Linked DNA regions of Mus musculus: regions 1, 2, 3, 4 and 6 are each linked to region 5. A link is a contact called in public HiChIP or PLAC-seq and promoter capture Hi-C data. All regions are on one chromosome and are shown on one strand. The core of a region is the stretch at or near the end of the contact, and the rest is flanking DNA. Distances in the headings are between cores, read along the strand shown.

What was found. Promoter capture Hi-C pulls out the DNA fragments that hold promoters and counts their contacts. HiChIP or PLAC-seq counts read pairs in DNA pulled down with a chosen protein or histone mark.
Region 1: a contact with region 5 is called in an H3K4me3 HiChIP or PLAC-seq map of stem cell-derived neural progenitor cells, with 14 read pairs. The contact joins the enhancer-like site here to the promoter of Nphp3 in region 5. A contact is called at or near these places in 11 of 39 promoter capture datasets (the 3T3-L1 cell line, the C10 cell line, cranial neural crest and 6 more), 1 of 15 datasets of contacts at CTCF or cohesin (large pre-B cells) and 13 of 115 datasets of contacts at active chromatin or transcription factors (effector CD8 T cells, embryonic basal ganglia, embryonic forebrain and 8 more).
Region 2: an H3K4me3 HiChIP or PLAC-seq map of embryonic basal ganglia shows a contact between it and region 5, with 4 times the contacts expected there. The contact joins the enhancer-like site here to the promoter of Nphp3 in region 5. A contact is called at or near these places in 13 of 39 promoter capture datasets (the C10 cell line, cranial neural crest, embryonic stem cells and 9 more), 2 of 15 datasets of contacts at CTCF or cohesin (large pre-B cells and pro-B cells), 3 of 484 Hi-C or Micro-C datasets (the HL-1 cell line and embryonic stem cells) and 22 of 115 datasets of contacts at active chromatin or transcription factors (the NIH/3T3 cell line, acute myeloid leukemia, bone marrow-derived macrophages and 15 more).
Region 3: a contact with region 5 is called in a FOXA1 HiChIP or PLAC-seq map of pancreatic cancer cells. The contact joins the enhancer-like site here to the promoter of Nphp3 in region 5. A contact is called at or near these places in 2 of 39 promoter capture datasets (hippocampal neurons and pre-B cells), 1 of 484 Hi-C or Micro-C datasets (rod photoreceptor) and 4 of 115 datasets of contacts at active chromatin or transcription factors (embryonic forebrain, extraembryonic endoderm stem cells, large pre-B cells and 1 more).
Region 4: a contact with region 5 is called in a promoter capture Hi-C map of cranial neural crest. The contact joins the enhancer-like site here to the promoter of Nphp3 in region 5. A contact is called at or near these places in 8 of 39 promoter capture datasets (cranial neural crest, embryonic stem cells, frontonasal cranial neural crest and 5 more), 1 of 15 datasets of contacts at CTCF or cohesin (large pre-B cells), 8 of 484 Hi-C or Micro-C datasets (the G1E-ER4 cell line, embryonic stem cells, extraembryonic endoderm stem cells and 4 more), 13 of 115 datasets of contacts at active chromatin or transcription factors (VIP interneurons, cardiomyocytes, embryonic basal ganglia and 8 more) and 1 of 9 other capture datasets (embryonic stem cells).
Region 6: a contact with region 5 is called in an H3K4me3 HiChIP or PLAC-seq map of forebrain, with 5 times the contacts expected there. The contact joins the promoter of Rab6b here to the promoter of Nphp3 in region 5. A contact is called at or near these places in 5 of 39 promoter capture datasets (the C10 cell line, hippocampal neurons, neutrophils and 2 more), 1 of 15 datasets of contacts at CTCF or cohesin (pro-B cells), 5 of 484 Hi-C or Micro-C datasets (CD4 T cells, CD8 T cells, the N1E-115 cell line and 2 more) and 6 of 115 datasets of contacts at active chromatin or transcription factors (embryonic forebrain, embryonic midbrain, forebrain and 3 more).

The regions. Positions count from the first base shown.
Region 1 is chr9:103,441,573-103,445,491 of GRCm38.p6, forward strand. The region is part of intron 4 of Bfsp2 (beaded filament structural protein 2, phakinin); the gene reads right to left. The region is part of intron 5 of 5830418P13Rik (RIKEN cDNA 5830418P13 gene); the gene reads left to right. Among named protein-coding and RNA genes, the nearest start is that of 5830418P13Rik, 20 kb to the left of the region's middle. Within about 2 kb of position 2,084, at least 47 of the 459 cell types and tissues checked have an H3K27ac peak or open chromatin away from gene starts, as enhancers often do. A contact at or near this core is called in embryonic forebrain, forebrain and stem cell-derived neural progenitor cells, where this site is marked.
Region 2 is chr9:103,464,598-103,468,809 of GRCm38.p6, forward strand. The region is part of intron 1 of Bfsp2 (beaded filament structural protein 2, phakinin); the gene reads right to left. Among named protein-coding and RNA genes, the nearest start is that of Gm16252, 5.3 kb to the right of the region's middle. Within about 2 kb of position 1,259, at least 37 of the 459 cell types and tissues checked have an H3K27ac peak or open chromatin away from gene starts, as enhancers often do. A contact at or near this core is called in embryonic basal ganglia, embryonic forebrain, forebrain and 4 more, where this site is marked.
Region 3 is chr9:103,076,731-103,080,558 of GRCm38.p6, forward strand. Slco2a1 (solute carrier organic anion transporter family, member 2a1) reads left to right here. Exons shown (of 14, transcript NM_033314.4): 10 at 194-359; 11 at 2,719-2,882. Among named protein-coding and RNA genes, the nearest start is that of Rab6b, 33 kb to the right of the region's middle. Within about 2 kb of position 1,886, at least 35 of the 459 cell types and tissues checked have an H3K27ac peak or open chromatin away from gene starts, as enhancers often do. A contact at or near this core is called in pancreatic cancer cells, where this site is marked.
Region 4 is chr9:103,378,416-103,382,630 of GRCm38.p6, forward strand. No RefSeq gene overlaps it. Among named protein-coding and RNA genes, the nearest start is that of Cdv3, 15 kb to the left of the region's middle. Within about 2 kb of position 2,361, at least 11 of the 459 cell types and tissues checked have an H3K27ac peak or open chromatin away from gene starts, as enhancers often do.
Region 5 is chr9:104,000,583-104,004,351 of GRCm38.p6, forward strand. Nphp3 (nephronophthisis 3 (adolescent)) reads left to right here and starts at 1,962. Exons shown (of 27, transcript NM_028721.3): 1 at 1,962-2,579. The coding sequence starts at 2,199. It overlaps Gm33054 (predicted gene, 33054), which reads right to left and starts at 1,777. Exons shown (of 2, transcript NR_168653.1): 1 at 1,720-1,777; 2 at 1,178-1,452.
Region 6 is chr9:103,110,062-103,113,711 of GRCm38.p6, forward strand. Rab6b (RAB6B, member RAS oncogene family) reads left to right here and starts at 2,013. Exons shown (of 8, transcript NM_173781.4): 1 at 2,013-2,165. The coding sequence starts at 2,096. It overlaps Gm46128 (a long non-coding RNA gene), which reads right to left and starts at 3,206. Exons shown (of 2, transcript XR_001779270.2): 1 at 2,465-3,206.

The DNA of each region.
Region 1 (3,919 bases), core at 834-3,333, 560 kb before region 5:
TGTGGAAGAGATGTAGACACTTGGTGTGTGTATATATATATATATGTGTGTGTGTGTGTGTGTGTGTGTGTGTATGTATGTATATGTATATATATATATATATATGTGTGTGTGTGTGTTGGTGTGGTGACATACACCTATAATCCAAGAACTTGGGAGGCAAAGGCAGGAGGATTGTGAGTTAGATGCCAGCCTGGGATACATAGTAAGAACCTGGCCCAATGAATAAGACATAATTAGATGAGAATAAGATTTTAAAAAGGTGAAAATATTTCAGGTGATTGTTTTCAAACAAGTTCCTTTGGAAGGCCTCGGCATACCAGGGGATAAAATAAAAACAGAGTCAATTGTGCTAGAAATCCCACCACAGAGGTGAAGCTCAGCTGCTCGTCTTACTGTGAGAAATCAAGATTAGTCATATCGCTGCCAAATCTTCAAACAGTCTAACGTTAATTGGGTGATGTTGAAGTGACTGGTTCACTTTCTGTCTCTTGTGCAAACTGTCCTTGTTTCTTAAAACCAGCCTCTGCTGCTCATTGCAATTCCAAACTGAAAATAGGGGTGTCTGTACTCAGGATGGTTGCATCGCTGCAAGGACATGCCTGATGTGACCCACTTAGGGCGAAAGGTGGATTTTGCTTCTGGTTTCAGAGGGCTTCTACAAACAAAGGAAGAGGCTGCGGTGATAGCTCGGTCTATCGGTAAAAGGACTGGGCAGAGAGTATGACGACTTTGATCCCCACATCCCATGTTAAAAACAAATAAACAAAGCCAGGAATCCTGGTGAGGTGGTATACACTTGAAATCCCTGTGCTAGGGAGGCGGAGGCAGGGGGATTTCTGGGGTTTGCTGGACTGCCAGTGTAGTCTAATTGGTGAATTCCAAGCCAATGAGAAACTGTTTTGAAAAAACGAGGTAGGTGACATTTCTCAGATAGCTGATCGAGTCCTTTGGCATCCCCCCCCAAACCACCTTACACACACACACATCTACCTGAACATATACCTACCTGTATATACACACAAACTTGTATACAGACACACATACACACACCTACCTGAACATACACATGCCTGTATATACACACACACCTACCTGTACATACACCTACCTGTATATACACACAAACTTGTATACAGACACACACACATACACCTACCTGAACATACACATACCTATATATACACACACACTTGTATACAAACACACACACACCTACCTGTACATACACCTACCTGTATATACACACAAACTTGTATACAGACACACACACACACACACACACACACACACCACACCCCTACCTGAACATACACATACCTGTATATACACACACACCTACCTGAACATACACATACCTGTATATACACACACACTTGTATACAGACACACACACACACACACACCTACCTGTATATACACCTACCTGTATATACACACAAACTTGTACACACACACACACACACACACACACCAGAAAGAGCTGGCAATAGTTGCAACAGATGCTCACCCACGTGTCTTTATCCCTCGTGCCTTCAATGTTTAGTGTTCCTGGATCCCCACTGCTGCCTCTGCCTCTGTGCTTGAGGTTGCTCTGAAGTCCTGGAAAAGGTCACCTGGCTAGCAGGTAGCTGAAGTATTCATGTCCCTGCCCCTTGCCTCCTTCCTTCCGTACTCTGCATCCATCGTTTCTCAGCATCCCCCTAAGCTGCTCCAATCTCAGCTGCTCATAAGACAGCCTTTGTTGGTTCGCCCACCCCTGACTCACCCACTAATCCCAAATAAATCACCACCACTCCAATATTTATCTCAAGATCTGCTTCTGGGGGAACATCAACTAAGACATAAATTAATCACGTTAATTAATTTTCAGCCTCCTTGGGCCGAAAGGTAATTAAATGCATGTTTTCCTTCCCTTTCCAAAGGCCTTTGGAAGCAGTGAGGAGCCATTGAGTTTGGCTTTGCTGCCAAGTAGCAGACATGAGAAGCTCGGGGCAGGCAAATGTCAGCCCCCGAGGGCACAGCCACAGCCGACAAGCTATTTATTGCAGGAATCCTGGCTGTCAGTTCTGATCCCTGTTGACAATCAGAGGAATTCACTCGTTCTGCAAATATTTTCTGAGTTCTGCGTCGCTGCAAGAGGCCCAGGCAGCGCTGGCCAAATGAAAACAAATCCTGTCTGTCTTCCATGAGAGGTGGCCTTCAGATCGCTCTATTAAAAACACTAATGAATCTGTTCAGAATTAATGTTGGAGTTAGTGTTGAGCCGACGGCCATTCTCAGATGAGGGCTGAAAGATAATGGCCAGTTTTGTGGGTTTTTAAATTTTCACGCTAGGCAGGATTTATTTCTGATAATGATAATGACCCAGTCCATTCTTAAAGAGGCACCCGCTCAGTGTGGTGTGAGCCTCAGCAGTGCTTGGAGGGAAATCAGGCGGCAAACTGGGTTTAGTTAGCTTTGGCAACGGAGCTGGGAAAGACACAGCCAGCCAGGCGTGACTGTGCACACCTGTAATCTTTTTTTTCTCATTATCTCCTTTCACAGTGGTAACTAACTTTATTTTCTTTCTTTCTTTTTACATTTTTTTTTTCTCCCATACATTACATCCTGACTAGTTTCCCTTCCTTTACTCTTCCCCAGATCCACTCCTTCTGGTTTCCCTTCAAAACAAGAGCAGGCCTCCCAGGGATATCAACCAAACATGGCATAATAGGTTACAATGAGCGTAAGCACAAACCCTTATACCAAGGCTGGATGAGGCGACCCGGTAAGAGGAAAAGGGTCCCAAGAGCAAGACTAAGTGTCAGAGATAGCCCCACTCCCACTGTTAGGACTCCCACGAAGACACTCAGCCACACAACTATCATGTATATACAGAGGACCTCGCTCAGACCCACGGAAGCTCTGTAACTGCTGCTTCTGTCTCTCTGAGCCCATATGAGCCCTGCTTAGTTGATGCTGTGGGCTGAGTTCTCATGGCATGCCTGCAATCTTAGCATATGGGAAGCTGAAGCAAGAGGATGGGAAGATCAGGTGTGGCCTAGGCTACACAGGGAGAACCTATCTCAAGCAAATGGACAAGGTGGGTGTGGTGCTAAACACCTGTAATCCTAGCACTTTAGAGGTTGAAGCAGGAGCGTCAAGAGTTCTAGTCTGTAACTGGAGAGATGGCTCGGTGGCTATGAGTGCTCACTGCTCTTGTAGAAGACCTGGGTTTTATTCTCAGTACCCATGAGGTAGCTCACAATTGCCTATAATTCCAGTTTTAGGGAATCTGGCGCCCTCTTCTGATGTTCCCTGGCACTGCATGCATGTGGTGAACATACATACACTCAGGTGCACACACATATACGTTAAATAAATACTAAAGAGTTCAGGGTCATCATTGGCTACATAGAGAATTTGAGCTTAGCTTGTGGCATAGGAGACCCTGCCTCGAAAACTTAAAGAAGGGAAGGAGGGAAGAAAGGGGGAGGAGGGAGAAGAGAAGGAAGAGGAAGAGGAAGAAGAAGATGTTGATGCTATAGAAGGAAGGTTCTTGGATTAGGATCCAGAAGAGTTGAGCCTGGTGCTACCAATCAGCCGAGTGACCTTGGGGAGTCCCTTGCACGCTCTGGACCTCAGTTTTCTCAGCTCTTACATATAACTAGGTACTCGAGGGACTGGTATTAGATGGTCCCCAGGGTCATAAAATATTCATAAATCTCTTTTAAAAGAGCAAACTCAGGTCCATGGTTTGATTTCACGTTGCCTTATGGAGTTATATCTCCAGCAGATAGGGTGGGGGTGGGGAATAGGGTTGGAGAAATAGGGGTGGGTAGGAGTGACTATTTGAGGGATACAGAATTGGGGAAGGTCCTTCTGGGATGGTCCCGAAAGTTGATGGAGGAGCAGGGAGAGGCAAATGCTGAGGGGG
Region 2 (4,212 bases), core at 9-2,508, 540 kb before region 5:
TCAGGGGCAGAACTCCTTTTGACTTGTTTGAACTTTCCAGATTCCCACTCTTACCTCATTCTCCTATGTGCAAACATCATAGGCAAGCCTTATCTAGCCCTGCCTTCTTTTTCGTTTGTGAGGTGAGCTCCTATTCATCCCTCAAAACCCAGCCCAGGCTGCCCAGCCCATCTCTACAGTGGTTGTGCTGTCTTTTGTCCTCATCCTTGTCTTTCTTCACCTTTGTATCCCTCACTCAGTGATGGTCTCTCATTATGGCTCTTTTTTGTTCTCAACAACAGTTTTAAAAAAGCAAACATATATTACGGAAAACTTCAAGTATATAATGATACACCAATAGAGATCAGAATTCTGACTTCCCAAACAGGTTTCAACAGTTACAAATTGTATGTCTGATTTAAAATTCTCTGCTCTTGTCGACTTCTGGCCTCACCTCCAGAGGTCATTATGAGCACCTCACCTGGAATATATCTTTCATTAATCTTTGCTATTTTCATGTCCTTATATTTCAGTTTTTAAAATTAAGATACCACATACAGCCAGGCATGTACACACCTGTAATCCCAGCACTTGGGTGGCCGAGTCAGGAAAGCACAAGTTTATGGTCAGCCAGGGCTACAGTAGTGAGATCTTGTCTTGAAACAAAAGAAAAACAACTCCAAAAGAGGAAAAATACCTACAAAAACCTCACCAGCAGTGGGTGTGCATCTACATCTGATCTTTAAAATTCAACAGTGGTCTTATAATTTGGCATTCTCCTGCCTGAGCACTTTCTCCCCTGATGCTCTCTTCAGCAGCTTCTGCTTTGGTTTAATGCCTGTATCTTGCCTCCATCTCTTTGGATGTCATGGTTTCCAGCCTCCAACACTGTGTGCTCTGACTCCCAGGCTGGCTGGCTGGCTGGCATAGGTTAGCTCCCTTCCTTTCTACTGCCTTTGAGTAGCTCCATCTCTTATTGTATTAAACGTGGACAATACCTTTCTCACACACTCTCCCCCTCTTATAATCACAGATGTTTTATTTTCTAAGGTCAAATGGCAGGACAGAAGAAGAAGAAAAAAACCTGTTTAATCACCAGAAGACTGTATTATGGATGCCAGCATGAAAAAGAGCTCCATTCTCCTGAGAATTATGATGTAGGTGCCCCTGGCTGTCAGCCGCTTTGGGCGGATGGCCAAGTCCTTGTTTTACTCCCCAGCTGAGCATCCTAAGCCTGCAAAATACCGCCAGCTATTCGATTGTTTTTCATGGTGCTCCCGCTCCAGGGCAGGCCAGCAAGCTCTACGCTCGGCCATCTGCCTTCCCACTGTGATTAAACCATGGCTCTAACATCAAATAGCAGCCATTTCTCTTCTTATGAAGCAGGGCAGCTTTATCTCAGCAGTAGCAGGTGCCTGCTAATCCCTTAATAAGTATTCAGTAAATTGATGAATAAGTGATACTCGTTGAAAGAGTCAAGCCCGTGAGACAGGGAGACATCCGTTTTCAAAGACCAGGCCAAGACCAAGGCAGCGAGTAGTGAGAGAAGCGGTGGAGAAGGCAGAGGTCTCCCTGGAAGCTCTGGGAAGGAAGTGTGTGAGGCCAGTTTAGTGCCATCTGGCAATGCTATGCACCAGCGTCCTTGCATACTGTCCACGGTAGGCATGGACCTCTGCTACCGAGGATTCGATAATATATATTTCAGGCTTCATGGGTTATGTCGTTGTTGTGATGCACAATCGCAACCCCTCTTGGTGGGAGAACAGTTGGGGATGATTAACACACAGATGGGAAGGGCTTTATTTTAATAAAAAGCAATTTCACAGGGCTGGAGAGATGGCTCAGTGGGTAAGGTGCTTGCTATGTACCCACAAGGATCTAGGTTCAAATCTCAGACCTGTTTAAAAAAAATTGCTGGACATAGAGATGTAGACCTGGAGCTTACCTGTCAGACAATGTATCCAGAGAGTGAGTTTTGTTTTGTTTTGTTTTGTTTTTTTGTTTTGTTTTGGTTTGGTTTTTCGAGACAGGGTTTCTCTGTGTAGCCCTGGCTGTCCTGGAACTCACTCTGTAGACCAGACTGGCCTCGAACTCAGAAATCCACCTGCCTCTGCTTCCCTAGTGCTGGGATTAAAGGCGTGCGCCACCATGCTCGGCTGAGTGAGTTCTGGTTTCAATGAGAGACCATGTCAGAAAAAAAATAAGGTGGAAAATTGCCAAGGGAGACTCCTGATGTTGACCTCTGACTTCCATGTACACATTCCACACACAAACAACCTGATTTGTCCAAACACATGTCCCACCATTCCTGACATGGGAAGTTCTTGACCCCCCCCCCCCACCACCACCACCACCACTACTTGTGACAGAGAAAATTGGAACAATGTGAGCCCAACGGCTGGATGTTACTTGGCTGGGCTCTGGTGCCTGGGTGTTTGGTTGGTCATTCTTCTGGATGGTTCTCTGAGGGTAGCGTTAGATAAAATTGAGATGGGCCATGGTGTTGGGCATGGGGTACAGGCTTATTCTAGCTACTCTGTAGGCCGAGATAGGAGGACTACAAACTCAAGGAGTGCCTGGGCTATAGAGCACATTCTAGGTCAGTTTGGGCCTTTGAGTGATACTCTGTCTTGAAAAGTAATAGACTGGGGGTATAGCTCGGTGACAGAGTACCAAGCTAGCATGTACAAGGCCCCAGGTTCAACCCCAGCATCACCATGGTAATAGTAGTAACAATAGTAATATGCGCAGCAGTCCATTATTATTATTATTAATTATATAGACTACTTTCTGTAATGTGAATGAGCCTCATCCAGTCAGCTAGATGATCAGATAAAAGAGACACCAGCATCCCCTGAAAACCTAGACCCTGACAGCAGACATCCCATAGACTGACTTGCAACTGCAGCTTGTCCATGCAAAAAGGAGTTTGCATTCTTTCTAAAATCTTTGAGTTTTGCTTCAAATAAAGTGTGTCATGTACAAGGTTGAGGGCGGACATGCTGAGTGCTGGGTGCTCTTCTTCTATTAAAAGATTTCACAGTTAAGAAAAGACAAGGTGGTATAAGCAAAGTCAACTGGAAAAAAAAAAAAAGAGCTGGTCCAGTGGTCAGCGCTTCACAGTGCTTAAGACAGGGGCACTCTCTGGGAAAGTGTGCTGGCATGGAGGTGGGAACCATTGGGAATGAACAGGGACAGGAGGACAGGTTCCCAGGGTAGCAGTCATGAGGCCCGAGTGAGTTTGCTGCAACCTTGGGAGCAGTGGGTAAAGCTGCTGAAGGCACAGGTGCAGGGAAGTCAGGACTCAAGGACACAGGGCCACACTGCTTGAGTCTCCCAGATGTCCTTTCTGTTCGCCTAAAGGAAGCTGTTTGGAAATGGTTATGTCTAGCTTTCCTCTGGTGAGATCTTCCTCCTGGGTGTTTGCCCATGCCTGAGGGATTTGTGCTAATCAGAAATATGCTGAGATCCACACTACCAGGGCTCCTCTCTGATTCAGGTGCGACTCTCAGAGAAGATCCTTTGTGTGCATGTACATGTATGTGCCTGTAAGTGCATGCATGTACATGCATGTGCCTGTATGTGCATGCATGTACATATATGTGCCTGTAGGTGCATACATGTACATGGAGGACAATCTCAAGTGGATCTCCTTAGGATCTCTCCATTTTTTTCTTTCTGAGATGTAGTTTGTTTGTTTGTTTGTTTTGTTTTTTTCAAGACAGGGTTTCTCTGTATAGCCCTGGCTGTCCTGGAACTCACTCTGTAGACCAGGTTGGCCTCAAACTCAGAAATCTGCCTGCTTCTGCCTCCCAAGTGCTGGGATTAAAGGCCTGCGCCACCACGCCCGGCGATATGTAGTTTTTATTGGAACTCAGAGCTCGCCAATTAGTACAGACCGGCTGGCCAGGTATTCTTGTGTCTCCCCATCTCTGGGATTATAAGCCTGGGACCAAGCTTGGGAGATAGCTGTGGAGGTAAAGTGCTTACAAGCAAGCCTGACCTACCTGACTTTGACACAACTAAAATCCATATGCACTATCAAATTTGGGTGCCATGTTACCATGTCTGGTTACCAGTGATGAGGAAAACCATGACAGCACTTGTATCTCTCTGTGTCACTGCCAGTGTCTGTCTTCCACTGAGTAGGTTGAAAGAGATCTAGGGAGGGGTCCTATCACATCGAAATGTGTTTTGACCACCCCTCTGGTGATCCTCCTGGTCTGTATACAG
Region 3 (3,828 bases), core at 636-3,135, 920 kb before region 5:
GATGTCCAAACCATGGCAGACTCACAGCCGGCTCCCACCGGCTCCGTTCAGATTCTGGGACAGCACTGGCCTAAGACAAACGGGGGTATGCAGGCACATCAGCCAGGCCAGGACCTCGTGCTGGGCTGGAGTGTGGTGCTGTTTCTTGGTCTTGCTTTGTTTGATTCTCTTCTCTTCCTGTCTCGCCTGGCAGCACACCAAGTTCTATACATCCGCAGCCTCCCGCCTGCCGCAGGGACTGCCTGTGCCCAGATTCCGTCTTCCACCCTGTCTGCGGAGACAATGGAGTCGAGTACCTCTCCCCCTGCCATGCTGGCTGCAGCAGCCTCAACGTGAGCTCAGCAGCTTCTAAGCAACCAGTAAGGACAACGACGAAGGGGGTCACAGGGGTCGACAGAACCACATGGAGCTTTGGGGCTCAGTGTGTCACCTCAAAAACCGTTCCTTGGCCGTCAGTATCAGCGTCTTAGCCCCCTCCACCATCTCTCATCCTTCTCTGCCCCGGGGTCATGACCAGATGCCCACAGCCCAAAGTCAGTTAAAGATTGGCTGGAGACCAACGAGTTCATTCTTGGGAACTTGGCAAAACAACAGAAACAAGTCCGAGCAGTCGCTCTCAGCGGAAACTTGTGACTGATACTAATGGCTCCCTGTGGCAGGGGGGAACTTCTGGGTTCTGGGTTCTGGGTTCAGGCCATATTACAGAGTCACATGGCCTGAGAGCAGAGGGTCCCCTGTGACTTGGACCTTAGAGGCCAGTGCTGGGAGCAGCAGTCGTTTCAAGCCCTCCTCTCCCAGGAGTGCCACAGAGTTGGCCTGAAGCCATGAAATTAAGTTCAAATCTAGGATTAGAAACAAAATCTCTCTTCACCTGGTCTTCAAGGCCATGTGTCTCCTTCTTAGACCTAGACCTATGGGGACTTGTCTGACAATATGTGAGGACAGTGACCCCAGGCCTTCTGGGATCAGGAAACAGCAAATGCCTCCTCCAGGTTTGTCTCTTAGTCAGAAATCCATGTGTGCAGCCACCATGTCAACCAAAAGCCCTGGTCTCACAGTTTACATCCAGTCCGATAAATGCACACGATAAATGCTGAGGGACTTCCTGAGGTGACTTACCCTTGAGCAAAGACCAGAAGAATCCTATGGAAACCTGGAAGCCCATTGCACTCGAGGGAAGCACAGGTGCCAGTGCACCAGAGAAGCTGAGGAAAGGCCTGGTCGGCGCTAAGCGACAAGTGTCACAGCTATCGGGACAAGGGATCAACAGGTCCAGAGCTGGGCAGGGCCAGGCAAGCCAGACTTAGGAGGGAGATTATTTCCCCTCTTAACTCCCTCTGATGAGAACAATGGAACGTCTATGTCATTACTATAGGATGCCCCCATAGGAAGAATGCACCTGTGTGTCGGCCATGTGTGTTGGCCATGGGCCAGGCTAGCCCCCACTTACCACCTCTTGCGAGGTCACAGAAAAAAGCTTCCCCTGTCTGTCACTATGGGCAAAGGCCCTTGGCTCTCAGGTAGAGAAGGGTGAGGAGCTAAGACAAGATGGCCCCTTAGTTTGCCTCTTAACTGGAAGAGTGGTGGCTTCTGTGGTTTTCTTATCTTTATTTACTCTCCGCTGACTCATCTACTTCCAGAAATAATCTTGACAAGCTTCCAATAACAGCACAAGTACATCAAGACAAAATCCATTACCATGATAGCAAGGGAAAAAATAATAAATTATAAGGGGGATAAAGTCTTAGTATTTTAAGATCCAGATTGCGGGAGGTTACGGCAATATCGTGTGTTAGGAACTTCTGAGCTTGAGGGCCACAGTCCCACTGACTGACAGAGGGAGGCCTCCTCTAGCTCATTAGTTGGCTCAGCCCCATAACAGCTCTGACACCAACGTCATCATAGGCTGGGCCATCAGCCACTGCAAGGAGGGAAGGCAAAGATGACCAGATGAACGGTGGCCGCCAAATGAGTCGAACAGCAGTGTTGAGCCACATAGAATTATGATGAGGCAGGGTCCTCCTCTGGGGGCTCTTCTTAGGTCAAAGTACACCTCTTCAGTGGGGAGTGCTACAGAGCATTCAAGAGACTCTGTTATTGTTTCCTCTACTCCCGGAACATACCTTCTCCCATAACAACTTGCGCAACCACTAGAGCGGGCTGGACCGGGAGGAGAGCTCCCAGGTTCCAGGCGCTGAGCTGATGAGGGTGCTTTGCCTGGTGATGGGATCTTGGGCATTCAGATGTTGGAAGACTGCAGGAGTTCATCCCATGCTGGACTCTTGGTGAAGACCATTTCTTTCTTTTTTTTATTTTAAAGATTTGTTTATTTATTTTATGCATGTGAGTGCACTGTCACTCTCTTCAGACACACCAGAAGAGGGCATCAGGTCTCATTACAGATGGTTGTGAGCCACCATATGGTTGCTGGGAATTGAACTCAGAACCTCTGGAAGAGCAGTCAGTGCTCTTAACCGCCGAGCCATCTCTCCAGACCGTGAAGACCATTTCTAATGTCCCCAAAGTGAAAGAGCCAGGACCCCATGGGGCACTCTAAAACCCTCATCTGACCTCTTCAGTCTTTGAATCCTAGCTTTTCCTCCATCCCTGGAGGGCTGAAGGGAGGGCAGAGGGATTCGTTCATATTAGAGGGAGGCAGTGTGGATATGTGAAACATACAGAGGTTAAATCATGACGTGGCCCCTCCTGTTCTTCAAGATCTATTTGAACTGTAGCTGTGTGACTGGAGGATCCGCATCGGCCAAGACAGGCTCCTGCCCTACATCCTGTGCACAGCTGCTGCTCCCGTCCATCTTCCTCATCTCCTTTGTGGCACTCATTGCCTGCGTCTCCCACAACCCCCTCTACATGATGGTCCTACGGTGAGTGAAATCTCTGAGCCTCTGGCTGCTGCTTCCACACCCTCTCTTTGACAGTACATCCTGTCTCCTACTCAGAGTCTCTCCTCCCTTAACTGGGGAGTCTTAACAGCAACCTACAAGTGTCTAATGGTGAGAAGACAATAGGTACACTGATGGCAGGAGTTCCCTGTCCCAGGAGGAGCTCCTGGTAGGGAAGCCTGGCCCAGGCTCCTAGTATCCATGAAACATAGGCCCTGTTGGCACCCCCATCTTTATTTGTGGGAAGTTAAATCATAGCCCGGGATGGTGGAACTGTCGAAAGGTTGAGCCGCAGGTTCAAGACAGGCTGTGGGTAAAGATTCACTTGTTCTTCAATATTAAAAGAGGAGAAATCAGCAAGTCAGAAACTGAGGAAAGTTCCAGAAGCAAAGCGAACACTGTGAGAAAGGGCTGAAAACGTGAAATTTGCAGGAGACTGGGGACTCAGTGCTCAGAGTGGAGGGACAAGGGACCAGGAACCAGGGTGGGGTCAAGAGAAGTGTCTGGTTTTTAATAGAGAGCGTTCCCTCTTCTCATTCTACCAAGAAGGAAAATGTAAGAAAAGAAAAAGAAAAAAGAAAAGAAATCTCACCCAAGTTCATCTAACCACCTCCTGCCTGCCTCTCTGACCTCCCATCCAGCCCCATCAGCTTACTTGGAAAGCAGAGAAGGAGAAACACAAAGGTTGAAAACTCCCTATCAGATTAAAAGTCTCTACTTGAGTGTCTTGGGTGTTGCCTGACCTCATGACTCCCAGTTTCCTTGACTATGAAAGGAAGATAGTGATACCCACCTCCAAGTGTGAGTGTGAGCAATTACAAGGTCAATCGCTTCGTAAACAGAAGCTCCTCTGCTGGGCGTGGTGGTGTCATCTATAAATCTAGTGCTTGGAAGTAGGAGAACCAAGAGTTCAAGGTCTTCTTTGCCT
Region 4 (4,215 bases), core at 1,111-3,610, 620 kb before region 5:
ATTTTTGTTTATTTATTTTTTTTAACCCTGTAGCCAAAGTGGCTGGAACTCACTATGATCCCAGTTGGGTCTCAGACTCACACTTATTCTACTGCCTCAGCTTCTGGACGTCTGAGTGTTCAGATCTATAGGCAAGAACACCACAGTTAGCTCCTGATGATTTTAAATACAAAGGTTATTAGCAAACCATGGAAGGAAGAATATGGGCTATTTTTGTTTTTGTTTTTGTTTTTCGAGACAGGGTTTCTCTGTATAGCCCTTGCTGTCCTGGAACTCACTTTATAGACCAGGCTGGCTTCGAACTCAGAAATCCGCCTGCCTTTGCCTCCCGAGTGCTAGGATTAAAGACGTGCCCCACCACCGCCCGGCTTGACTATGGTCCTTTTGTCTTCCTTTCGGCTTTTTCGTGTCTGTGATCCTTCATTTACAAGGCATGATAGGGACTGCAGGATTGCACCGTTAGGATGGGGGGGGGGCACCCTGCTGAGTGATTAATTAGGTCACCTCTGCTCTCTCTCATTTCCCATATCCATAAAGTGTAGGCAGAAATGTTCACCTTGCACGGTACTGTGAAGATTTGATATGGAAGTGCTCATCTCCCAGTGGTGGAGAAATAGAGAAGGAAGGTGCTGGAGCAAAGGAAATAAACATTTAAAGCTTTACTGCAAACCCCGGGAATGCACAGCCTAGAGGTAGGGCACTGGCCTAGAATATATCTTTGGCCATGGATGTAGTCACTGGTGTGAGAATTAGTTGTTTTTTTTTTTGGGGGGGGGGGAAGGATTAATCTTGCCACAGTTTGAGAGGGTTACGGTCACCATGGCAGGGAGGGCGTGGCTGAGTGCAGGTCAGCAGGATGGTGTGGCTGGAATTCCTTATGTCCTGCCAGACCAGACAGCATCTGCATTCTCATCCTCACCAACACCCTCTGACAGGACGAAGCGACACTCTCAAAGGCTCCCCTTCAGCATGCGCTCAACCTGTGTCCTTGATTCCACTACTTAGAATAATAACTACTAGGCCAGCCAGACGCCTCGGCATGTAGAGGTGCTAGTGTACGGGCCCAGGAGATAAGTGACTCCCAAGAGCTGTCCTCTGACCTCCACAGCACACTCATGCCTGCACACACACACACACACACACACACACACACACACACACGTGTGCACACACAAAATTAAAGTGAAAGATAACAGCTTCTGTGAATTCAGAAATTGCTCTGTGCCATGATATTTCAACTGTCTTTATAAATTCTTGCCATAACGCAACATGGATTAGTGGGGGCGGGGGGCATGTAATTGTTATCTCACTTTACTAATGGGGTTCAGAGGTTAAATAGCTTGTTCCAGGGATCCTAAAAAAGAGGCCAGATCTGACATGTAGCTATATTATCTAGCTATGTGATCTTGATAGTCCCAAACCATCTCTCTTCAGTATCTTAAGCCTTGCAGTGGAAGAGGAGTCTCTGTGAGGTTTATGAAAAACATATATGAAATAATTATGCCAATGCCTGACATTTCATGGGTAGTAACTTTTAAAAAAATAAATGGTCAATGTCTTTGTTACTGTTCTATTGCTATTACTGTGAAGAGAAACCATGACCAAGACAACTTATAAGAAAAAGCATTTAATTGGGGCCTTGCTTACAGTTTTAGGTTCGTCCATGGCTGCAATCATAGCAGAAGGCACAGAGGCAGGCAGGCAGGCAGGCAGGCAGGCAGGCAGGCAGGGAGGCAGGCATGGTGCTACAATAGTAGCTGAGAGTGCCTTTGATCTGCAAGTTGCAGGCAGAAAGAGAGGGAGGCTGGGCCTGGTGTGGGCCATCTCCCAAAATACACTTTTTCCAACACAGACACACATTTTACTCTTTACCAAACAGTTCCACTAACTGGGTGAGGATCTGGCCCATTCAGACCACCAAAGTCAGTGTTATTGAAATTGGGTACCCTTCAACGATGTTGAAAACCTAACCACCCGATGCCTATAAATGTGGCTCCAGTTGAAACCAGAGTCTTTGCTGCTGAAGAAGTAAAATTGAGGAGTCCAGGGTGGAAATGTCTATGCAAGTAGACGTGCTCACAGAGCTTTGTTTGCTGGTGCAGGAAGGAAGGCATTGGGGATGATGCCCCAACAAGCCCCAGGGAAACTAAAGGCTGTTGGCCAAACTATAGAAGCCCAGGGGAAGCCCTGGCATGACTGCCCACCCTTCCTGGCTGCACAGGAGCCAACCATGCTGACACATCGTGTTGGAAGTGCAGCCTCAAGAGCTATCAGAAAAGGCCGCCCTGTTATTTCAAGCCACCCAAATGGCAGTGCGGCTTTTGTTTTTGAGACAGTGTCTAGCCATATGTGGCCGGGAACTCCCTTTGTAGCCAGGTCACCTGCCTCATGCTGGCTGTGACCAGCTTGGTTCTGCCTCCCCAGGGAAGGGATTACACTATGCATCTCTGTGTCCAGCTTTCCCACATGTTAACTGCATCTTTTTATTTTGCTTTTGGTTTTGTTTGAGATAAGGTCTCCTGTATAAGGTCTCCTGGTCTCCTGGGGTGACTTCAAGCTAGCCAGGAACTAAGGGTGACCTTGAACTCCCAGCCTCTACCGCCTGAATGCTGTGGTTTGTGGACCACCATAGCCTGATGTAAAGGCTTTTTTTTTTTTTTTTTTTTGGTTTTTCGAGACAGGGTTTCTCTGTACTGTATAGCCCTGGCTATCCTGGAACTCACTTTGTAGACCAGGGTGGCCTCGAACTCAGAGATCCACCTGCCTCTGCCTCCCGAGTGCTGGGATTAAAGGCGTGCACCACCACGCCCGGCTGGCTTTTTTTCTTAATGAATGGATTAAGAGAAAATAAAACATGGCTGCCATGATGGCTCAGTAGAGGAAAAGCTTCAAAAACACAACTCAAAGACCTGAGTTCAAATCTCAGCACCCACTTGGCTACTGCATATATCTGTAAGCCAGCAGTGTGGGGTGAGCCTGATCCTGGGGTCCCGTTAGCTAGCAAGCTTTGCTAAAATGGCAAACTTCAGGTTCAGTGAGAGACTTTGTCACACACACACACACACACACACACACACACCAGGCCTCCAAGCTCACTGCATATACACAGAAACCTGCCAGTGTACATGTAATTAAAAATAAATCTAAAAATATAAGATGGCGAGTGATGATAGAGGAAGCTAGCCACGCCCTCCTCTGATCCCTGAACCCGTGCACTCACATATACATCTGTAACCCCCAAAATTCTGAAGAGGGGCAGGATTCTGGAGAGACGGCTCAGCTGAGAGATTGCCTGTTGCATTACTGTGAGGACCTAAGTTTGATTCCCCAGCACCAGCCTAAAAGCCCAGGCACGGTGGTGCGTGGTTCTAGTCATAGCAATGGAGAGGCAGAGACAAGAGGCTGCCCAGGCTCACTGCAGCTCAGCTCAGCCTAAGGAGTGAGTCTCCAGGCCCAGGGAGGGGGGTCTTTCCCTTCCCTTCCCTTCCCTTCCCTTCCCTTCCCTTCCCTTCCCTTCCCTTCCCTTCCCCTTCCCTTCCCTTCCCTTCCCTTCCCTTCCCTTCCCTTCCCTTCCCTTCCCTTCCCTTCCCTTCCCTTCCCTTCCCTTCCCTTCCCTTCCCTTCCCTTCCCCTTTTCTTCCTTCCTTCCTTCCTTCCTTCCTTCCTTCCTTCCTTCCTTCCTCCCTTCCTTCTTTCCTTTCTGGTTTTTTTTTTTTTTTTCTTTTGGAGTAGTAGTGTCACAACTTTATTTATGGTGCCTGTGCTTTGTCTCAAAAATACCTTCTCCCCCTCCTCAGACAATGGATGGGAAGGAGGCAGCAAAAAATGGAAGACATCCCTCCCTTACTGCACACGGATCCTATATCCAGGCCCACCTAGCAGAGGCCAGTGGGACTCTTGGCACATTCCTGGATCCCTGGGGAGGGGGAGACCTTTTCTTTAAGCACACACACACACACACACACACACACACACACACACACACACACACACACATTTTCACAGACAGGAGCTTGGGGGTGGGGGAGAATACAATGTTAAACTATTTTATTTAGAGCCAGGACAAACAAGTAAAGATTATGGCTATGCACAAAACAGTGAAGATTCAAAATGGGTGCTCTCTCAGCAAGGCTAGAAATCACCATCTCTGCTATTTGGAATTTAGGCTCCAGCCCTTGTTTTGGGGTGGATGTGAATTACATTCTAATCTACTCTG
Region 5 (3,769 bases), core at 712-3,211:
GGTCCTCAAATCTCTGAAGGAACAGACCTCAGAAATCAGCAGCTAGAAAGGCTTTGAGAACCTAGGGCAGTCTTTTGGGTACTCTGATAGAGCAAATGTTTCCCTTTGGATCTCATGGTACTAACTGGAGAAATCAATATGTAATCCTTCAACTTAGGAGAGTCCAAAGGCTAGAAGGGTGTCTAAGAGGTCAGAGAAAACACGACCAGCTAATTTGAGGGAAGGAGTTCAGGGCATTTGTGGGGGTGGGGTGGGAGTTAAAACGGACCAGCATTCCCAGAGTTCCTTGGAGGAAAGGCTGTTTGCTTTGTGATAGATATGAAGGGTGAAAGATTGGATGTCAGCCATGACAGTGCTGACAGCAGACTATTCTCAGCCATCAGTCTCCACCGGCTAAAGAGAGCAGATGGCTAGATTAAGTAAAAGTTTGAAGTTCTAGCTCCAAGGTAACTTAGGACAACTCCCCAGGGCCGTCCCAGCTTCAAAAGTCTCTGCAGGGTTGGCTGAGGTCTTTGCTGGGAATGCTGCACAGAGCAACCTTGCACTGATTCCCCTGCCTTGCCCCAGGTACCTACCCAGCATTCTCTGGTAGACATCTTGCTTGCTTATCTACATCTCAGAGTTGGCTTTCCAAGAATCCTAGGGATGCCTGTGGATGGAGTGAGCCACCAAAGACTATCTTAGGTCAGCCCAAGGAGGCTCTGCATGGACTGATGCTTAAAATGCTACCAGATTTCTTACAGCTGGGGATGGAGTAAGCAAGCACTGGAATAAGATTATATCCCCCTTGGGTAATGAGGCTCCCGGTAATGAGGATGATGGCAGAGAGAGTGGCTGGCATTCGGAGACTGCCTAAGAAAAGGGCAAGTATAAAGATTACCAGCACCCAGCTCACAACAGTGTTGAGTCAAAGCCACTGCTCACTTTTCTGTCCCCTCTAACCTGGGGTACCAATCTGGGATGGGCAGGAAGATAAGTTAGCAGACCAAGGACAACTTGGAACAGTAGCACGCGTTCCCTTCCTGCAAACCCTGTACTTAACAATTTTCTTCCGTCTAGAATAGGGTCCCTGGCATCCTTATCGCCAGGCGTTATAAAACCTGAGCTTATCAAGGATGGGGGTGGGGGGAGAGAAGGGTCGCGGGGGTGGGGGGGTTCAAGTGGTGATGCTTCGAAGTTCTTTCCTGGCTGGCATTATTTATTACATGTTTCCTGAGAGACACACTAGGCACTGAACTGCCTCCAGAAAAGAGCCCTTTAGTCAGGACCACAGAAACAGTTGCGGCAGAGCGGGGGCAGATGGGTATGTGATCTAGTTCTTGCTCACTGAGACAAAGTTCACGCAGAGGGAGCAGAGCTTGTAGGTTTGGGCCTAGTCTGGAACCTTCCCTTCTGGATGTCCGGATCTCCTGGTACCGCCCAGCTTGCCCAGCTCAGTCCTGCCGCCTGCTCCTGCAAAGCAAGTTCTCAGGGCCGCCAGCTCCGTGATACCCATTCCTCTCCTCCCGAGTCTCATTTCTCTCAACCCTCCCTTGTCCAGCTCCTCTACTGGTCTCATTCAGAAGAGCACGCCCCCGCGTGTCTGGTCACGCCCCCAAAGCCTGGCTCCGCCCCACAGGACTCCTGGCCACTCCCCCTCTCGTTGTCCAGCCAGGACCACCTCTCCGACTCTCTGACTGGTTTTCTCTTTCTTCTGCTGCTGCCTTACGCCCCACTTACCGGGCTACGACCCTAAAATCTGGCCCGACACTCTCTCTGGGCACTGCTCTTCTCAACTGACCACACCTCCTCTCGCTGCTACGTCCCACCCCTCTCTGTTAGCCTTAACATCCCCAGCTTGCTCGGCCACGCCCCGAAAGTATGGCTCCGCCCCTTCTCAAGACGGCCACTCTTCTTCAACACCACGCCCCTCTAGTTGCCACGTTACGCCCTTCTCCCCAATCACCAGGCCCGGCTCACTTACTGCTCCGCTCTTCCCTCCAAACTCCGCCCTCTCCTCTACAGCACCTCGCCCCACCATCTAGGCCCCGCCCTTAAGGCCTGGCCACGCCCCGGCCACCTCCCTGCTCCTGGCCACGCTCCTCTCTGATTTTGGTTTCTCCCTGCGGCGCTCCGCCCCGCTTGACAGGCCCCGCCCTCCTGGTCCCGCCTCCTCCTGGCACCCAGCCGACTCTCAGCCTCAGCCGGCCGCGGGCATCATGGGCACAGCCTCGTCGCTGGTGAGTCCCACTGGCGGGGAGGTGATCGAGGACACGTACGGGGCAGGCGGCGGCGAGGCCTGCGAGATCCCGGTGGAAGTGAAACCCAAGGCCCGCCTGCTGCGCAGCTCGTTCCGCAGGGGCGCGGGAGCCGGGCCCGGGTCGCTGCCTCGCGCGGCAGGGGGCGGCGGGCTGCTGGGCGCCAGCTTCAAGTCCACCGGCTCGTCTGTGCCCGAGCTAGAGTATGCGGCGGCCGAGTTCGAGCGGCTCAAGAAAGAGTATGAGATCTTCCGGGTCAGCAAGAACCAGGAGTTGCTGTCCATGGGCCGCCGAGAGGCCAAGCTGGACACGGAGAACAAGCGGCTGCGGGCGGAGCTGCAGGTAACGCGGGACCGAGAGCGTCGCAAGCGGGAGGCTCTGAGGAAACTGAGACCCGAGCGCACCGCTCAGCCGCTTGGTGGCACCACCATCCTACCCCAGCTACAAACCAAGTTGTTTTCTAAATTGTGCAAAAGCTGCTCCTCCTTTATGTGGAATCATTATTTGAGTGTAAACTAATTTCTTATCAGCATCTTCCCCTGCCCCTTTCAATTTACGGTTCATTCATTAAGACACGTTGAATCAACCCAAGTCCTGAAGTCGAAAAATTTCTCAGAGCAACTACACACAAACTCCTCCCGGTTTTAGGTATCTCCAAAATGGAGTTCTTGGGTTAGTTTTCTTCGCGAAGTTCGGCAGATTCTGGGGTTTAATGATACGATAGGAATTTTTCTGGAAACCTCCTGATTTTATGGTTTTTAACTGTTGTGATTAAAAGTCTTCCCTGAGAGTACTCAAACTCTCTTAGTCCATTTAGTTAATGGACTAAACAGTTACTGCAATGCTATTGTAGGCCTTATAACAGATCGCCTTTGATTCATTCGGATACTAGGTAAAGCAGAACTTCTCGGAGTAAAAATATGGGACTATATGCCGTGGGTTCGGAGCCTCTCTGGTGGTCATTTGTTTATACCTTTCTTTTCTGTGAGAGGGATCTCTGACAGCCCAAGAGCTCCCGGCACATCAGAACTTAAATAAACATCACAGATTTTTTTGTAAAAGAAGGCTCCTTCCTTCTAGTAGGGCATCATTCCCATAAGCTATGAAGCCCTTCAGAATCTGCTGGGCTATTAGCATATTATCTGGGAAGCTGTTCTCACCCTCAGCTCCCTGCTCGCCTCACTTTCTACTGGGAGACCAATGTGCTTGCCCTTATAAAGTGGACTTGCGTGTCCCTCGTGTATGATGTCATGTATGTGCACCACTGCCCACTAAGAACCATGTGAATTGCAGGGAGAAGGGGTTAGCAGGATAAAGAGGCCAGTGCAGGGAGGACTGACAGACAGATGTCACAGATCACAGATCAGCAGTTCCAATTCCCTGTGAAACCTGTTGTTCCTTTCTTACCTGCATCATCGTGAGAAAACTCCCTCACATTTATTTCATTCAGCCATGTTGACATTTACTGGAGGCCTCTGATGGATCCAGACGGTGAATGGCTCAGGAGAAGAGTAAAATGATTAATATATAAT
Region 6 (3,650 bases), core at 763-3,262, 890 kb before region 5:
CCAGACTGCAGGAGCCAACCCAGCCGACTGAACCAGTACAGATGAGGAAATGCTGGGTGGAAGGTGTGACACCCCCCAACCCCCTGAATGCCTTGACCTCCACAGGCAGGGAGGGGTGTGGCTTAGGAGTAGTTCTTTCACTGCTGGAGTGTCCAACTTCTAGCTACGGAGACACAACATTGCAATCTACAAACTTCACAATGTAAAACCAGGCAATGGGATCAACAACAATAAACAAAAACTTGCCCCAAAAAATGTAGAAACCCATCCAGTATCTCATAATGTTCTACATAAGATTACAATATTGTGTTGTGCTGAATTCAAAGCTATCCTGCAAGGCATATGGCCTGTGGACAGTGGGTCGGACACACCTGCCAAAACTTTCCTCAGCCCATGCTGGATCCCGAGACAGCAACACACTCGGGGCAAAAGTAGGGTGGAGTCTGAGTTATCTTAGTCTGGTGCCCAATCTGGCATGCTTATATGCTCAGAGGGATGACCTCCGACTCCAGGGACTTCAAACCGAAGAAGACCACAAGAATAGAACAGTTACTCTGATTTGAGAGTAGTTTTAGAGGTTAATTCGAGCATTCAGCAACTGTTTCCTAAACTCTAGGTGAAGTGGAACCTCAGCTGCTTCCATGGAGTTTCCTGTGAGGGCTCAATGTGCGGTGGGAGACTCTAGTGGGTACATTCGGGGTAAATTCATAAGTGTCCCCTGGGAAATCCGTAGGCACGGGTGTGTGTGTGTGTGTGTGTGTGTGTGTGCATTTCACTCCTGGCTTGCTTTGTGTAACATACACTACACATTCCAAACAGTCCCAAACAAACATTCCCTGAATGGCCAGAGAAGGTCAAGACCAGCAAGTGGCTGGAGAGGAAGAGGGGAGGGGCTTTGTAAAGCCTCAATTAACCCGATGCCTTAGAGTGTACTGCTTGGGGACTGCGTTTAACCTTAGTCTGGCGTCTACTCCTTGCTCTCACGCTACTGTGTGTGCCCTGCAAACTTAGAGGTCGCTCTCTTATACTCTTGTAGCTCATTACCCGAATAAACCTAACTAGCAGGGCGCAGGAGTGTGGTTGGGCTGACGGTCTCAGGATCAAAAGAGGCAGGGCATTGTCTTTGGGTTAGTGGAGCTGTCTTCTACCAGGCAGGTTAGGTTTCAAACCCTAGTAGGCATATCCTGTAAGGGTGTCTTCTCTCTCACTGGCCAGCTCCTCTGGGGACAACCACAGATCCCCTCCGCATGAAGAGTCTGAGCCTAGCTAGATAGGAGGTAAGCTAGAGGCCAGCAGGGGCCACCGAGGAGCCATACCCCAGGTCTGAGCCAGGTATCCGCACATCTTCCTACTCACCACCACACCACACACTGACCCTTTCCTATGTTCCCGCCCTGTCTGACCATCTATCTGGGTCTGAGACGGAAGAAGGGAACCGCATTTAGGTGTCAAAGACCAGAAACAAATGTCCTCTTGACCAAGTCCTGTCTTTTTTTTTTCCCCCTAGGTGGGTGGGTGAGACAGAAGCAGCAGGGCAGAGCAAGACGCTCCAAAGAGGGCACCTCTCTTAGGCTCAAGAGGAGGTGGCTCTCCGGAGCCGGCTGCCCGGGTGGGGGCTGGATGGCGCACGCCCCCCAAGCCCCGCAAACCCACGGGCTCCGCATGACATCAGAGGCTTGGGAGCGCGCAGAGCGCAGGCGCGGGCGGAGCAGGCGGGCGGGAGGGGGCGCGTGGCGCTGCTCGGAGAGCGCTCCTCCGCCCAGCTCGGTCCCTGCGCCCCGCTCCGCCCGTGCCTCGCTGCCCGCGCCGAGCTTCGGGCGTCCACAGCGCGCCCGTCGCCCGTGCAGCCAACGCCACCCAGGGCTGCGCCGCGCACCCCGCCTCCTCCCTTTCCGCCGTCGCCGCCGTCGGACACGCAGCCGCAGGCCGGGGCCCGGCCGCAGCTGGGGAGTCAGGGGCGCGCGCAGCCAGCCCTTCCCCCTCCGGCTCCCGCACCGCTCGCCGCCTCCCCTCGCCCTCCTCCTCTCCCCTCCCTGCTCCTTCACCGCTTCCTCCTCCTCCTCCTCCTCCTCGCCCGGCCCCAGCTGCCAGCACCATGTCCGCAGGGGGAGATTTTGGGAACCCGCTGCGAAAATTCAAGTTGGTTTTCCTAGGGGAGCAGAGCGGTGAGTACTCGGCTTATTCTCTCGGCTCGGAGCCGAGTCTTTTCCCCACGCCGCCCATTCAGCCACCCCACTAGGGACCCTCCCAGCCCTGGCTCGCCAAGGCCCTTCCACGCCCCGGTAGAGGAGAGGGATGCAGATGGGGAGATGGGGCTGGCTCGGGTGGGGCCGGGCTGGGGAGGACCAAGGGGGAAAGGAAGAAGGTGGTTCTGGGGGTCAAGGGATGAGGGTGAGTGTGAGATCTGGGTACGGGTACCCGGTGCAGGTGCGTCCGGGAGGACCGAGGGCGGCGGCTGGCTCACCCGCTCTAGGCGCCGGGCTCGCGGGCTCGCTGACTAGCTCGCACTGCGGCACAGGCTGCGGAGCACTGTGCAGGTGTCTGGGTGCCGGCGAGGGTGTGGGCGAAGGGACAGGAGCCTCTCTTGGGAGAACGAGGTGGGGCTGGGAGCTGGTTGCCCCCACCCCAAGGTTGCGCCCGAGGGGCTCCCTGCGGACCCTGCCTGGAATCTAGGGAAAGGACGCGTCCAGCTCTGGAGCAGATTGCTGCTGGGAAATGGGGAACACGACACCTGTCCCTTTTCGAAAAGAGTGGGTGCAAGTGGTAGGGTAACTGGGCACTTAGCTTCTCTGGCTTACATCCGACTGGGCAGAAGGTTCTAGACTCACTGTCCTTCACTAATGTGTTAGCCTCTTTGGGGCTTAGGGGTGTGGATCGTGAGAGTGAAGATTCTTCCCATAGCAGGTGACTTGGGGGATGGTACAGAGGCGTCTCATATCTGTGAGCTTGGCACTGGGCAGAGAAAGGCCTAGGCGACACGCCCTGCCTGGCTTCCCTGCCCCCTCTAGAGAGCATCAGTGGAGCCGGTGGATTCTCCCACCCCCCATCTCCCAGCTCACCGCCCTTCTTGGGGGAGGGGAGGTCACCGTGGCAGCCAGCCAGAGCCTAAGGAGGGGGAGAGTAAGGGTTTCTTTGCTGCCCAGGAGTCTCCCCTCCCAAGTATCTGACACCCAGGTTGGTCCAAGGTGGGAAGCTCAGACAGAAGAGCAGCGACCCCTCTGATACCTGTGGGAAGGAGTACCTCCTTGAGAGCCTCGGTCCAGGAGTCACATAACCAGGGGGTTACAGACATAAGCTGGGCTTCTGAGCATTTCTGCTGGAAGAGAGGGGGATCCCGGGGGGGGGGGGGGCGGGATTCCCAGCTCTAGCTCTGTAAACCAGTTCTGTTAGCTGGTTTGGAGGCCAAGAGGAGGAAGGCCGTGGGAGGACCTGGTGGGCCCAGGCACCGTGCAGCTATGACGTGTGCGTGTGGGCTGTGGAGGTCACATGGCCACCTCCTGTCTGCTGATGCTCAGTACCTGAGCTGGAGGGTTGGGAGCCGGGTGGAAGTCGGGGTTGCCTGTCCCGGAGAGCTGGGTTTGGGACATTTCACATCGTACCCAGCTCAGCTAGGTAGCCAGCTGGATCTGATTCCCTGTGCTTTGTAGATC